Regions from separate parts of the Columba livia genome. Here region 2 is linked to region 1. The links are chromatin contacts, called in public Hi-C maps. All regions are on one chromosome and are shown on one strand. The core of a region is the stretch at or near the end of the contact, and the rest is flanking DNA. Distances in the headings are between cores, read along the strand shown. Region 1 overlaps ADGRF5 (adhesion G protein-coupled receptor F5). Region 2 holds the start of ADGRF5 (adhesion G protein-coupled receptor F5).

Region 1 (7,016 bases), core at 2,251-4,750:
GGATTGCTAAATCCAGTTTCTGTGTTGAGTTCTGACCAGAGTTTGGATGTTTCAGCTTCTTATTCTAAATTGGAAAGAAAGAAATCTTGGACATCCCCATAATGCAGAAATGTTCTGTTTTTCCACAGTAGTGGTGCCTACTGTTGAATCGTAGTATCTGGTCAGATTTCACTCTCTTACACAATAAATATGCAAACACTTTATTCACTTGGATCAGCAGATACTTACTGATATGACTAACCAAATCAAAGTTAATTAGCAAGATTCACTCTTTGTTAAAAATGTGCTAAGGCATCGCTATCAAGGTCTTAATGAATCTCCTATTAGTGCTACAGCAGCACTGAGTTTCTTAGCAGAATAAACTGTGTGAATTACTGTTCACAGAGTCATCAATATAATCCCACTCCACACAAATCTAACCCTGTATTGGGTACTGGTTAGCTGATTTTTTTCAGTACTCAAAAACAAGGAGCTTTATTCAGTTTCCTTTTCAATGTCATGATTCTGAGAAATTGGGAATGCAAGATACATACACCCTGAAAGGTCATAATTAATGAAGAGAGCAAACTGAAATCCTAATTAGTTTAAAGCTCTCTGAACTTCAGGAGCCCAGAGGTTTGATGAGGGTAAATTATTCATCTATCTGCTTTTTAGTTTTCTACCTCTGTGTCTTTTTCTCAATACAGATATGGAAGTTTCCTGCTCAGATAGCTTTGGCATTGGAATAGAAGGAGCCACATTAATAAAGCCATGCCATGACTTAAATAATCCAGATGGTTTTACCAGAGGCAATAAAATTTACAAGTGCTCCAACAAATCATGGAAGATCGAAAGGAACAACTGCCTGTCTGCACCAATAAACAACCTGCTGACTGGTGCCGAGGTAACGTTCATGAGTTTTCTAGAGGCTGAGGGAGGAGGGGAGGAGAGAAGAAAACTTTTTGTTAAGTGTATTTTTTTTTGCTTAACAGAATCTAAAATATATGAAGCCTTAAAAAATCAAATATTTAATTAAATTTATCCTTTAAGATTATTTTAGGTCCCCTTCTCCAGCCCAAAGGGCACGTGACACTGCATGGCTACCGTCCATACACACAAAAGCTCGCTCCAGACAAGATCACCTTATTCATGGCATCCAGTGGAACAGCCGCTGGCCTGGGGTGTTCCCTGGACCATGCTCAGGCATTGCCTTGCGGAACGCTTGTTGCTACAGAGTACACTAACAACGAGGCAGTAGGGACAACCTACTCTTGACAGATAGGTGCTGGACCTTTGTTTTCAGCCTGGGTATCCTATCATAATGCTCTTCACTTCCACAAACCATCCAGAGTCACCCTTCTCTCAGTGAGGTTAGATGAGAACAATTACCTTTCTTTCATCAAGTACTTAATTATGTTTATTTTAGTAGATTAAGCACAGCAAGGTCCTAGGCAGAGGTACAGCTACTCAATTAGTAATTTTCTTAACTTGCTAGATGGGTCCTTCATATAGTTCAGGTCCAGGCCAACTATTTTCTCTCCTAGAATTTCCAGGACTAGTCTGTGAGTCAACACAGATGAGAGACCACTCTCAACAGGCAGTTTGGATATCCAGTTAGGGAGGGTCAGAGAGCTGAGCACTAACAGTGTGTCTAGAATGACCCTGGTTCTGTTTATTTTACTAGTACAGGGGAAGCCATTGTGAATGAGTACCAGGCTCCAGGCAATTGCACACATGTGATATACTGTTCTCCTCTGTTCCAGGCCTTGGTCAACAGTCCTGATGCAAAAGCAAACCTACCTACATACCTTGCAGAGCTTAAGGAAAAGACAAAGGAGGAGCAGAACACAATAAGTAGTTCTCCTGCAAACCTTGGTGCAATTGTTACCATCCTGAACATGGTCTCCTCTATCCCAGCAGAGGCAGAGGAGTTCACTATTCATGTAAGGTTTTATCTTCTGTCTTACCTATACTTATAAAACACTTTGCCCCCTTTTGTCACAGGAGATGACATTCTCCCTGAAGAATTTTCACAGTTAGGGTGAGGAACAGGAAAGTATTAAAGGAATTAGATGAAATGACAGTAAACATATGGAAGAGTTTATGAAAAGTCGAAGTGATGAAGACAAGGAGTCTATGCATGAAAGAGAGACTGCTCCATGCTTAGCAACTAGAAACCTGCCAGGGACCCATAAATGTCTCTAGCATTCTAAGTGAGAGGAAAGGACAAGGAATGATGGGTTAAAAACTGGATTTGAGCCAGCAATGTGCATTTGTAACTCAGAAACCAAACTGCATCCTGGGCTGCATTGAAAGAAATGTCAATAGAGGTGATTCTCTTGCTCTAATCCCCTCTCGTGGGACCCCACCCAGAGTCCTGCATCCAGCACAGGACAGACATGGACCTGTTGGAGAGGGGCCAGAGGAGACATAGAAATGAACAGAGGCTGGAACAGCTCTCCTATGGGGAAAGTCTGAGAGAGTTGGCGTTGTTCAGCCTGGAGAAGAGAAGGCTCCAGGGAGATCTTATTGCAGCCTTTCAATATTTAAAGGGGGCTTACAGGAAAGATGAAGAAAGACATTTTAGCAGGGTCTGTAGTGACAGGACAAGGGGTAACTGTTTTAAACTGCAAGACAGTAGATTTCCATTGGCTACAAGGAAGAAATTCTTCACCGTGACGGTGGTGAGACACTGGAACAGGCTACCCAGAGAAGTTGTGGATGCCCCATCATTGGAAGTGTTCAAGGCCAGGTTAGATGTCCTTGCACATGGCAGGGCTGTTGGACTAGATTATCTTCAAAGGTAAAAAGCTTTCATTGTTTCTATGATTAGGAGCAGAAATAGAAAAGAAACAAAACAAAACAAAACAAACACACTGAAATAATGATGGGCATCAAGCAAGGAAAATCGATTAGATGTTACAGAAAATGAATGGCAAAACATATCTTAGAAATACTTGGAAACACTGATTGTGAGGCACAGAGGAAGGGTGCTGCTCTTCCGAGCAGAAAAGTGCAAAGAGACATGATGGTTTGTAGCTGGAAAACCCTACAGAAGAGAGAGAAAAATCAAAGATAGCACAAGTGCAGAGAAAGAGGGGAAAGAAGGCTGGAGAAAAAAAAAAAATAGTAAATAATATGTAAAAAAAAAAGACTCACAGCTCCACTTTTGGAAACCTTAACTTGAAAACATAGCATGCAGAGGGTTAATAACTGAAGGTTTCACATGAATTGAGCAAAACAAAAAAATGCTGGACTTTTTCAAAAGGCAATTCTAGGACCACACAAAAATTACCATCAGAAACAACAATTTTTTGTATGGGATTTCAGTAACAGCATTATTCTCTTCTTGTTCCAGAATTTCCTCTCCACAGTGGACTTTATTGTTTCCGATTCCACAACTGAAGCTTGGGAAGACCTGAATAAAGAGGAGACACTCAAAAGTTCCTTGTTACTGCTTTCAGTAGAAAACTTCTCCCTGCACCTCCGAGCAGTTAATAATACCATTCCTTCTGTCTCCTCAAACAGCCTTCAGCTACAAGGTATGGTTGTCACAGAAAACAGCAACACAGATTATAATAAAAACTTCCGCAGTACAGAAAACCTCACAGCTAATGTGCTCATTGATGAAACTGAAATTCAGACTCTAACCCAAAATTCAACCATTGTCAGTGTGATGTACTCACGACTTGGACATATTTTGCCCCGGAATGAGCCTGACTACGTGAATGGCTTATTGCTAACAACAACTGTGAGCAGCAACAGAAGCCAGAAGTTTGATATTAATATGACCTTTGCAAAGAAAAACTCATCTCTGAAGATGCCCCAGTGTGTCTTTTGGAACTTCACGCTCAACAAATATAAAGGGGGCTGGGATACTCATGGCTGCACACCCACAGAGGTAGAAGATTATGTCATTTGCTCCTGCAATCACTTGACATCATTCTCCATTCTGATGTCACCTGATAAATCCTCCCAGGCGGTCTTCGAAGACTATATTACCTACATTGGCCTGGGCATTTCAATCTTGAGTTTGGCGGTTTGCATTATAATTGAATCCTTAGTCTGGAAATACGTGACAAACAACACAACCTCCTATATGCGCCATGTCTGTATACTCAACATAGCTATATCACTCCTGATAGCTGACGTTTGGTTCATTGTCACCGCCTCCATCAATAACCAAAACCAACAGATGAGCAGAGATGTCTGTCTTGTGACCACCTTCTTCATCCATTTTTTCTACCTGTGTGTCTTCTTCTGGATGCTCAGCCTGGGCCTCATGCTTTTCTACAGACTGGTCTTTATCTTACATGACACGAGCAAGACCACTCAGAAAGCAGTCGCATTCTGTCTGGGATATGGGTGTCCCTTTGTCATTGCAGTTGTCACCATCGCTGTCACACTGCCACGTAACAGTTACACCAGAAAGGATGTCTGCTGGCTAAACTGGAAGGACAGCAAAGCTCTCTTGGCCTTCGTCATACCTGCCCTGGTCATTGTGGCCATGAATTTGTTCATCACTGCAGTTGTTATAATAAAAATACTGAGGCCAACTATTGGGGATCGGTCAAGCAGACAGGAGAGGAAGTCTTTGTTTCAAATTGGCAAAAGTGTGGCCATCTTGACACCACTACTAGGCCTCACCTGGGGATTTGGCTTTGCCACCATCATCAAAAACAGCCATCAAGTTTTCCACATCCTCTTTGCTCTGCTCAATGCTTTGCAGGTGAGTTACACATACGTATGGCTTTGTTTCCTCTATGACCATTTAAAATGTAGTGACACCCTTGCAGTGCTATGCTTGGCGGGGAATAAAAACATCTTGTGAAGGTTCAGGTTTGCCTTGCACATCCTTATTCCCAAAGGGTTATTTGGGAAACCCATCCCAGGAATTCAGCAGTATTTTGTATTCTCAGATGTGTTAACAGATGTGCCTTATAGATAAAGGTGATATCAAGATAACTCCCAACTTTTCCAGTAGCTTTGGTAAGATCATCATTCCTGAAAATCAGGAAAATAGCCCTATTATGTTCAGGTGGGAAAGTTTCAGCATGTGTGGTCTCATTTACAGTGCATCTGGAGGCATCACACTATGCTCCTGTGGGTTCAAGTAATGATGGAGTATAAACAACGTGAACGTTACCAAGAACAGCTGGGTGGTACTAATAGTAAAGAGAAGAACTGAACAAATTACATGACTGAGAGTTTTCCATCAGCATGATTTTTACAACAATATATTTAGGTGGTCAATAGGATCCCAATACAATAAGTTTTCTTAAGGACACAATATTTATCTCTACTCCCTCTCGTAAGAGTGACCTCAAAAGTGTATGCTTCAGACCAAACTCATTTACCTTTTATATTGTGAACCTGCCAGTTTATCTGGGGAGCAGAGACAAGGCCTGTCTTCCATACACAAATGTGTCTTCTTCCAAATCTGTTTAGCACGAGCAAACTGCCTGTGTCACTTTTGTAGACCAGATATACACATGGTTTAAGCAGGCCAGGCCTGAAGAAGTCCTGCCACATCAGCAGTCCATTATGTCAGGCACAGATAGAAAAATGCCTTCTGTCAAAGAGTTCAGAGTTTCAATAATCAACACAGACATTGCTTGAGATAATTATGCAATTAAAAGGTTGGTGTCATCAAACTTCATGTAATTATCTGTCTCCTAGGGATTATTCATTTTGGTGTTTGGGACTCTCTGGGACAAGAAGGTAGGAATTCAAACTATTTCTTATATTCTGTGAAAACACTGTTGGAATTTGAAAACAATTGCTGTATTTATGGATTTTTACTTTTTTTAACAAACAGATACAAGAAGCCCTGCTGAAGAGGAATTCAATATCCAAATGGAGTTCTCAGCAAACAAAGGTTAGAACCTTGAGCTAAGAACGTACATCTGTTACTGCTGAACAGTCTAATATTCTCCAAGTGTCTTTTAAGTCAAATGCACTTTATATTATGAATTATTTATTTGAACTAGTCAGAGAAACTGAAGACACTAACAACAGAAGTATGAATATACTCCCTTTTTTGAAGGCCATTATTTCACTTACGATTGGTAAAAAATGAGAAAGAGGTTGATCGATATTTGCTCTAAATTCCACGTGAAATAAACCACAAAATGTAACTGAAACTTTATGTCAGAACACAGAAAATTTCGGGGGTGTTATTATTTATTCACAACCTAAGAGAAAAGCAAAGGGAGATTCTTTGGGAAAATGCCCTTCAGCTATGAGCAAGAAAGGACGGAGGAACTGCAACTTGAACTCATGAAACAAGGAGACAGGTCAGCCACCACTTTAGGCTGGTAGCAGAAAATGGGAAGAGGTTTAAATCTTTAGTCAAAATCATGCCTGTGTGTTGCAAAGATACATAGCCTCAAAGCAACTAAGGAGTCTATTAAGTATGAACTGTCATCTCAGAGGAGTAGCATTGGCTCAAATCCCTCCAGCTTCCACAAGAATCGCAGAGTTGCAGAAGTTGGAAAGTACCTCCAGAGATCATCTAGTACCACGCTCTCACTCAGACCATGGTCATCTAGAGCTCAGAGCCATGGCCAGTTGGGTTTTGAGTAGCTCTAGGGGTCAAGACTCCACTATCTCTCTGTGTAGCCTTTTCCTGTGTTTGACCACGCTCAAAATGAAAATGTTTCTTGAGTGGGATTTCTTCTATTTCTATTTATTCCCAAAGCTTCTTGTCCTTTCACTGAGCACAAATGAGAGAAGTCTGGCTCTGTCTTCATTCCCTCCACCTCTTGTCCTTTTACTGGGCACCAAGGAGAAATGGCTGGCTCTGCCTTTACTCCTTTAACTCCCAGCATGTCCTGGTGCATGAGGTTGTTTCTCCTTCGAGGCAGAAGGACTCCACATTTCCCTTTGCTGAACTTCATAAGAGTCCTGTCATCCCATTACTCCAGCCTGTTGAGGTGTCTCTGAATGACCTGGTCTATCAGTCATTCCTACAAGCTTTGTATCATTTGCCAACTTGGTGAGGGTCCACCTCTCCAATCTATATATCATTATCTATC
Region 2 (7,085 bases), core at 4,427-6,926, 38 kb before region 1:
ACTCCCATGCCAAAGTCTGTGCACTACCAGAGGTTTAACTTTTCAGGAGCTCCCATTCACGCCCTGCCTAAATCCTGAAGGTTCTGCTTGATTCCATCTCCAGGTGATGATATCCTCTTCCCTCCATCTCCACTTGAGTTCTGGCCGTCTCACTGATGGCACCATTTGGATGATGACAATATTCTTCCATCTCCTTCTGCTGGTATCTACTCTTCACACAGAATCACAGAATCACAGAACGTTAGGGATTGGAAGGGACCTCAAAAGCTCATCCAGTCCAACCCCCCTGACGGAGCAGGAACACCCAGATGAGGTTACACAGGAAGGTGTCCAGGAGGGTTTTGAATGTCTCCAGAGTAGGAGACTCCACAATCCCCCTGGGCAGCCTGTTCAGTGTCTGCCACCCTCACTGAGAAGAAGTTTCTTCTCAAATTTAAGTGGAACCTCTTGTGTTCCAGTTTGAACCCATTACCCCTTGTCTTATCATTGGTTGTCACTGAGAAGAGCCTGGCTCCATCCTCATGGCACTCATCCTTTATATACTCATAAACATTAATGAGATCACCCCTCAGTCTCTTCTTCTCCAAACTAAAGACCCCCAGCTCCCTCAGCCTTTCCTCATAAGGGAGATGCTCCACTCCCTTCATCATCTTTGTTGCCCTGCGCTGGACTCTCTCCAGCAGTTCCCTGTCCTTCTGGAACTGAGGGGCCCAGAACTGGACACAATATTCCAGGTGTGGTCTCACCAGGGCAGAGTAGAGGGGAAGGAGAACCTCTCTCGACCTACTAACCACCTCCCTTCTAATACACCCCAGAATGCCATCGGCCTTCTTGGCCACAAGGGCCCGGTGCTGACTCATGGTCATCCTGCTGTCCCCCAGGACTCCCAGGTCCCTTGTCCTACGCTGCTCTCTAACAGGTCATTCCCCAACTTATACTGGAACCTGGGGTTGTTCCTGCCCACATGTAAGACTCTACACTTGCCCTGGGCAGTGTCCTAGTTTGTCCTTTGACACGCCAGGACCAGGACCACTCCTTTTGCCCCTGTCCTGTTCCACCTGTGTATCTTCAGCTCCTACTTGTCCTGCTCTTTGGAGCAGCAGCTCTGTGTCTACACAGCTTCAATGCAAAGGTATCCTCCTGACCGCTGGGCTTCTCTGTGATGTTATTATTATTACTTATATTAATAAATTTTATGAGCAGCTAATACAATAACTGGGAATTTCACAGCATACTGCATTGTATGGAGTTCTTAAACCTCATGTTATGTAGGATACAGCTTTGCAAAGCTCTCCACAGTCAAATCCCTCAGGCCACCATTTCTGTTTGATAATGCACCATTAAAAAGCATTCCCTTCATTGTCCATTGTCAGAAGAAAGGATGGGAAAATGGCCATTGCCTGGAGCCATCTGTTTTAAACAGGGCACAACTAACCCAAGGGAGGCTGCTTGATGTTTCAGAAAGGGATGGGTGGGTTGCACTTTGTGGGTAGGGACTCATAAATCCCTGGAGGAATTACCTCATTTTCTGCTAGGGGAAATCCAACAATCGCATGAACACAAAGGCTACCAGTTACAGGCGTCTTCCACTTCCCCTATTGGTTTTCACAAGAGTTCAATGAGTTCTCCATCGTTCTGCAGAAGTTGCTACCTTGGCCTGGGTCTGTCCAGTGGTATTTCCTATCAGCTGTGAAGGCCCTTGGCTTCCTACTGTCGATACTGCTTTTAGCACACGAAGCTTTATATAACCCCAGGCAAAATGTGTCATTAAAACCACAGTCCACCAGAGCACCCAGATGCCTAATTTAATAATAAAAGGGCTCAAGCAAATCTAAAAGCTGAAAGAGTAGGTCTTATATTAGGGATGTCAAATAGTTGTATCTCTATCTAAGCGCAAAAATGAAGAAAAATGAGGCATCTAATGTAGGAAAGCAGCCAGCTGTGATGTGAATGTGTCAAGTATTAGTGAATAGCACGGAAATTTGGATGGATGGTTGATTGTTGAGATTATTAAAAATGTGGACCTTTGCTTTTAAATTCAATTTGTCCATCTTTAGCTTCCCACATTTGCTTTTTCTTTTCCTTTCTCTATAAGATTAAATAGCCATTTAGCGTTTTGTGACTTCTCAACACAATGATGACATTACACATTATTGTAGTCATCATTCTCCTATGAGGAAATTCATACAAGTGTGGCAATTAGCCTGAAAAAAAACCCCGTATTATAAACCCAAGACACTTAAACCTAAAATAAACCCACAAAGTTGGGCCATGGCAGTGTACAACTGAAGCTCTCCAAATACCCAGATTAATTGTAATCACTGCAACAAATTCCTGGTGTTTCTAGGAAAAAGTAATCTTCAGGAACCTTATTCATGCAGATGAATATTTTCAGTTGACCACTGGCTGCAGTGAGACAGTCCAGAGCACATCACTCCTTTTGATATGAAACCATCCAGCCTTTCAGCACTACTGTCAGTTCTAAATATATTACTCAAGTCAGATGTATAATGAGACATTTCATTACTTCCTTCCTTCTCAGCACATTAGAGCAAAGTGAATCAGGATTTGCTGCCCCTGATATGAGAAAAGGTTAATTCTTTGCTCTCTGCCTGCATCACCAGGACAACTGAAATATCCCTTTGCTGTCCCTGTGCACATCAGAGCATTGCAGCTCACTTGATGGTCATGACATTCCTTGATAACGGGACCTGATATATCCTCCTTCTAGTGACCTGTGGCATTTAACGATTTAGATTTGTTATAGTTGTACTGAGAGGCCCCCGCCAACTTCAGAGCCCCATAGTGCTCTGTGCTGTGCAAACTGAATAAGCTTTGCCATGCAAAGACAGAGCACAGGAGATAGATAGATAGATAGATAGATAGATAGATAGATAGATAGATAGATAGATAAAAGCTCTCCTGAGGCCCTGCAAGCCTTTCCTAACCTCTAAACCAGATTAAGTCAAACCTAGCCATACTTTGCATTTATTCATACCTACTCAAATATTAGAAGTTCAGGCTTTCCTCATTCCCTTCAAAATGTGTATGCCCAGCCTGAGCACCAGTCTGCATTTTGGCAAATTGAATTGTTGTTTGATGATGCTAAACCATGCATGTCAGCTCTTATCTTGAAGTCCAGAGAATCATTCAGTTTTGCATAATATAACGACACATTGATTGCAGCGAGGTCTTTCCACAAAGAGTGGTATTCATCTCACTTCACTGGAAATGCCAGCAATGTAGATATTGCTCCTGAGATGGTCTTTGACACTCCTGTTAGTCAACAGGCAGTATGGGCATTTCTGGTCCAAGTCGATTTTGATACTTTCTTCTAAGCTATTTTAGACATTTATTTAACTGTTCTCTAGAATACTAATTTCTCTCCATTTCCCAGATGTGACAGTAAAATCTGCCTCAGGCTTTCTTGAAGATTTCAAACTTATCTTGATGACGAACAGGAACAATTCGGAAACCTTGGAAACTAGTGTGGGGGTGGAAACCACCTTCCACCCAACACAAAACCCATCAGCAACACCAATAAAAGTCAGAAAAACAAGAATGAACAATAAACGTACCACAAGCACTTTCTATATACTTTAAAAAATAATCCCTTAGGTGCTCCACTTAAGAGAAATAATCATTCTGTCACTCTAATCAAAGAATCTCAGCAGCATTTTCTTTCCTAAATGTCCCAACTGTCATATTTTGCTCATCCCAGTCAGCAGAAGGAAATAAATTGGAATAAAAATTCCAGCTCCAGCCAGACAAAAAAAAATGAAACTGAAAAACCCACTGAAAGGAAGTTAGTGCTGTTAGATTTAGAGGTTGCTGTTAAATACAAGGAAATACAGATCACACTCATTAATTAAAAGAACATGAGGATGTGGTATACAGCTCTGTCTCTTTCCCTCTCTGTGCGAAAAAAGGTGTATGTCAGTGAGCACAAGAGTGAGGTGTATTCAGTAGTGAAATGTCCAAATGTCCCTTTTTGCTTTTATAGTATGAACTGGATCATGATAGAGTAACTAAAAAGTGATCCTGAGTAGAGATATCAAGCTACTTAAATAAATTCCTGATGTGTCCAGAAAGAAGGATGCTCTTAGGTGGGGATCTTGAACCCTATACACAATTTTCCATCTTAAGACATCCTCAGAAGAATGGTCCAGATACACCCTGTTCAGACCCTGAAATAGAGACACGAGCTGTTCTCAGCTACATCCAAAGTCAAGACGGAAAAGCTGATACCCTCACAAAGCAACACTTATAATAGGTGACATATACCCTGTGCCATCTCCTGGGTTGATGTAGGACCACAGTGCTGTAATGTGTTAGTTTGAAAGAAGATCAGAGGTGGTGCAAAGGCAGGAGAGACAAAAGCAAGGAGGCCACTATAGTGTCCATAACCATGACTGAGCCTTGGGGAGCCATCCCCACCTTCCTGGGGTGTGGTCCTTTGGTTAGGTCATGAAAACCATAGAATCATGGAACAGTTTGGGTTGGAAAGGACCCTCAAAGCTCATCCACTCCAACTCCTGCCATGAGCAGGGACATCTTCACCCAGATCAGGTTGCTCAGAGCCCCCTACAGCCTGGTATAGGATGTCTCCAGGGATGGGACATCCACCACCTCTCTGGGCAACCTGAGCCAGTGTTTCACCACCCTCAGTGTAAAAAATTTCTTCCTCATGTCTGGCCTGAATCTCCCCTCCTTTAGTTTAAAACCATCACCCCATGTCCTTTCACAACAGGCCCTGCTAAAACATCTGTCTCCATCTTTCTTATCGACCCCTTTTAAGTATGGAAAGGTCACGATAAGTTCTCCCTGGAACCTTCTCTTCTCCAGGCTGAACACCCCAACTCTCTCAGCCTGTCCTCCCAGCAGAGCTGTTCCAGCCTCAGATCATTTCTGCGGCTCTTCTGGCCCCTCTCCAACAGGTCCATGTGTGTCCTGTGCTGAGGGCTCCAGAGCTGCAAAACTGCAGGTGGGGTCTCACCACAGCGGAACAGAGGGGCAGAATCACCTCCCTCAACTTACTGGCCATGGTTCTTTTGATGCAGTCCAAAATACAATTGGCCTTCTGGGCTGCAAGTGCACATTGCCGGCTCACGTCCAATTCCCCCTCTGGGATGCCCAGAGTTAGGTAGCCGGACCCACACAGCACAGTTTGGGGGTTATTCCAGGGGTACCTGTCCTTCTGGATGAATGAACCTTTGGCACCTTGAAAAGGAGCCTTTGTGCCACAGCTTTATCACTGGGGTGTTGCTGAACAAGAGTTCCGTGTGGAAAGGCTCTCCTATATTAATTTGAAGAAGACTTCAGCACCTTTCAGCATGAAAGGCACCATGGTTGAAAGTCTGAGAAGCACCTGAACAATTTAGACTCCAGATCACTGTGCAGAGTGACAACTGAGGAGGCTCTTAGAACAGCTCACCCTAGAAAAACAAAGTAATTTATTTTACTTTCACACCCCTGATCACCAAAAAAGTGTTTTCCTCATCTTGAAGTTACACTCTCCAGCAACTCTGTGAGCACCCCCGCCCAAGCGTCCCTTGCATCCACTTCCCCCCTCAACGGCAGGAAATTGCTTAGAAAATATTTCTCAGGTTCCTTCCTGGCCAGAGGTCATCTCTGTGTTTCGGACCAGCAGGAATCACCGTGTTCTCTGACACAACAAACGGAGAAGGAAGATCAGCCCTGCCCATCCAGCACAGCGTTTTCAGGCTTATGTTTTTCAGCTGCAACTCCACCCCGTGCTGGTGGAGAAGGGATCGGTTCCCACTGATCGCAGGAAAGGGAGGTCACAGGGCTTGCTTGATTAAATCACCACAAGCCAAAAGGTTCTCTCCCTTACAGAGAATTGCTCACAGGCTGTTTAATTTGTTCCAGAAAGAAACGCAAAACAAAAAAACAAACAACCCCCCAAGCCCAACAACCAACAGCACACACGGAAAAGCAGGTGTGTCTGGAGCTCTTGGGAAAACAAAGGGCAGAGACTGAGGCAGGAGTTGACACTTGGATGGGAAGTTTCCTTCCCAGCACAGAAGGACAAGTTCGGAAAAGACTTGGACATGAGGATCACTTGTTGTCCTACAGGTATGGATGATGTGTGTGAAATGCAGCATCGGTCTCCTTGCGTGGTTGAACAGTTTGGGGCGGGTGAAGGTGGCTTGAAGGGATTTCCAGGGTCAGAATTGGACATTGCAGTGAAAGCTTTGCATGACCAGTAAACTTGCTGCAGGTTTCTGCTGGGAAAAATGCAATCAGCGCATGTTTCCTTTTCTGGTGATGCGTTGACGGGTTTCTGTAGGATGCTTTTGGCTTTTCAAGGTATGAATTAAACCATTCAAGTTTCTGGCGAAGTGCTACTGTTTGTTAGCTTGGCTAGAGAAGTTTAATAGAGGTTATGATTACTCTAGTTTAAACTCAGGGCTGCAGAGGTAAAGAGGGATGTGCATGGAAATACAGTACTAATCTGGACTGCATTTATTACCTCCTAAGGCATACTGCATAGTTTCCGGGAAAAAAACAATCAACGGCAGTAGCATTTGGATTTTTTCACTTAGTTTTATGCTTACGGCATCTGGGATTTGCAATGCAGATAGCAGGCATTGTATTTTTGTCAGCTGTATAAAACTATGGGCTTGTTTCTTTCAAGAGCAATCTCTTGCATTCCCCTTCATTATCGTATTAGGTGACGGTGACAGGGGAGAGAGTCTTGGGGCAAGCGTGGCTGCAGGCTGAGACGTTGCCAGGTACTGTCTTCAAGTGTCACATTTATCTTGTTTCCATTCTTTTCTAACTATGTTTTAAGCTGCTTGAATGAAAACCAGTTTTACAGTGTAATGCTGGAGTGCTGTTGTCCACTGCTCAGTGTCAGGGGGATGCGGGGATGCTTTCTGATGCTGTCACCTCCATTGGTGTCTGTAACCCAAAAAGTTCTGCTCCATCCAAACATCTCTGGTGCAGCAAACCTGCTGGTTGCTTAAAGGATCATGACTCGGAAAATAATACAGCTGTGGTGTGACCTTGTACAACCTTGTTTCTCTCTCTGCATCAGTAGGAAAGTGATGCTCGCCTACATG

The links. Hi-C and Micro-C count contacts between places; a contact is called where the count stands out from the background.
Region 2: a Hi-C map of liver shows a contact between it and region 1, with 1.9 times the contacts expected there. The contact joins the promoter of ADGRF5 here to the enhancer-like site in region 1. A contact is called at or near these places in 2 of 2 Hi-C or Micro-C datasets (crop and liver).

Annotation. Positions count from the first base shown.
Region 1 is chr3:7,009,500-7,016,515 of bColLiv1.pat.W.v2, reverse strand. ADGRF5 (adhesion G protein-coupled receptor F5) reads left to right here. Exons shown (of 24, transcript XM_065055728.1): 18 at 687-883; 19 at 1,743-1,922; 20 at 3,338-4,708; 21 at 5,659-5,700; 22 at 5,798-5,857. Among named protein-coding and RNA genes, the nearest start is that of MEP1A, 35 kb to the right of the region's middle. Within about 2 kb of position 3,500, at least 1 of the 3 cell types and tissues checked has an H3K27ac peak away from gene starts, as active enhancers do.
Region 2 is chr3:7,049,230-7,056,314 of bColLiv1.pat.W.v2, reverse strand. ADGRF5 (adhesion G protein-coupled receptor F5) reads left to right here and starts at 5,676. Exons shown (of 24, transcript XM_065055728.1): 1 at 5,676-6,096; 2 at 6,695-6,755.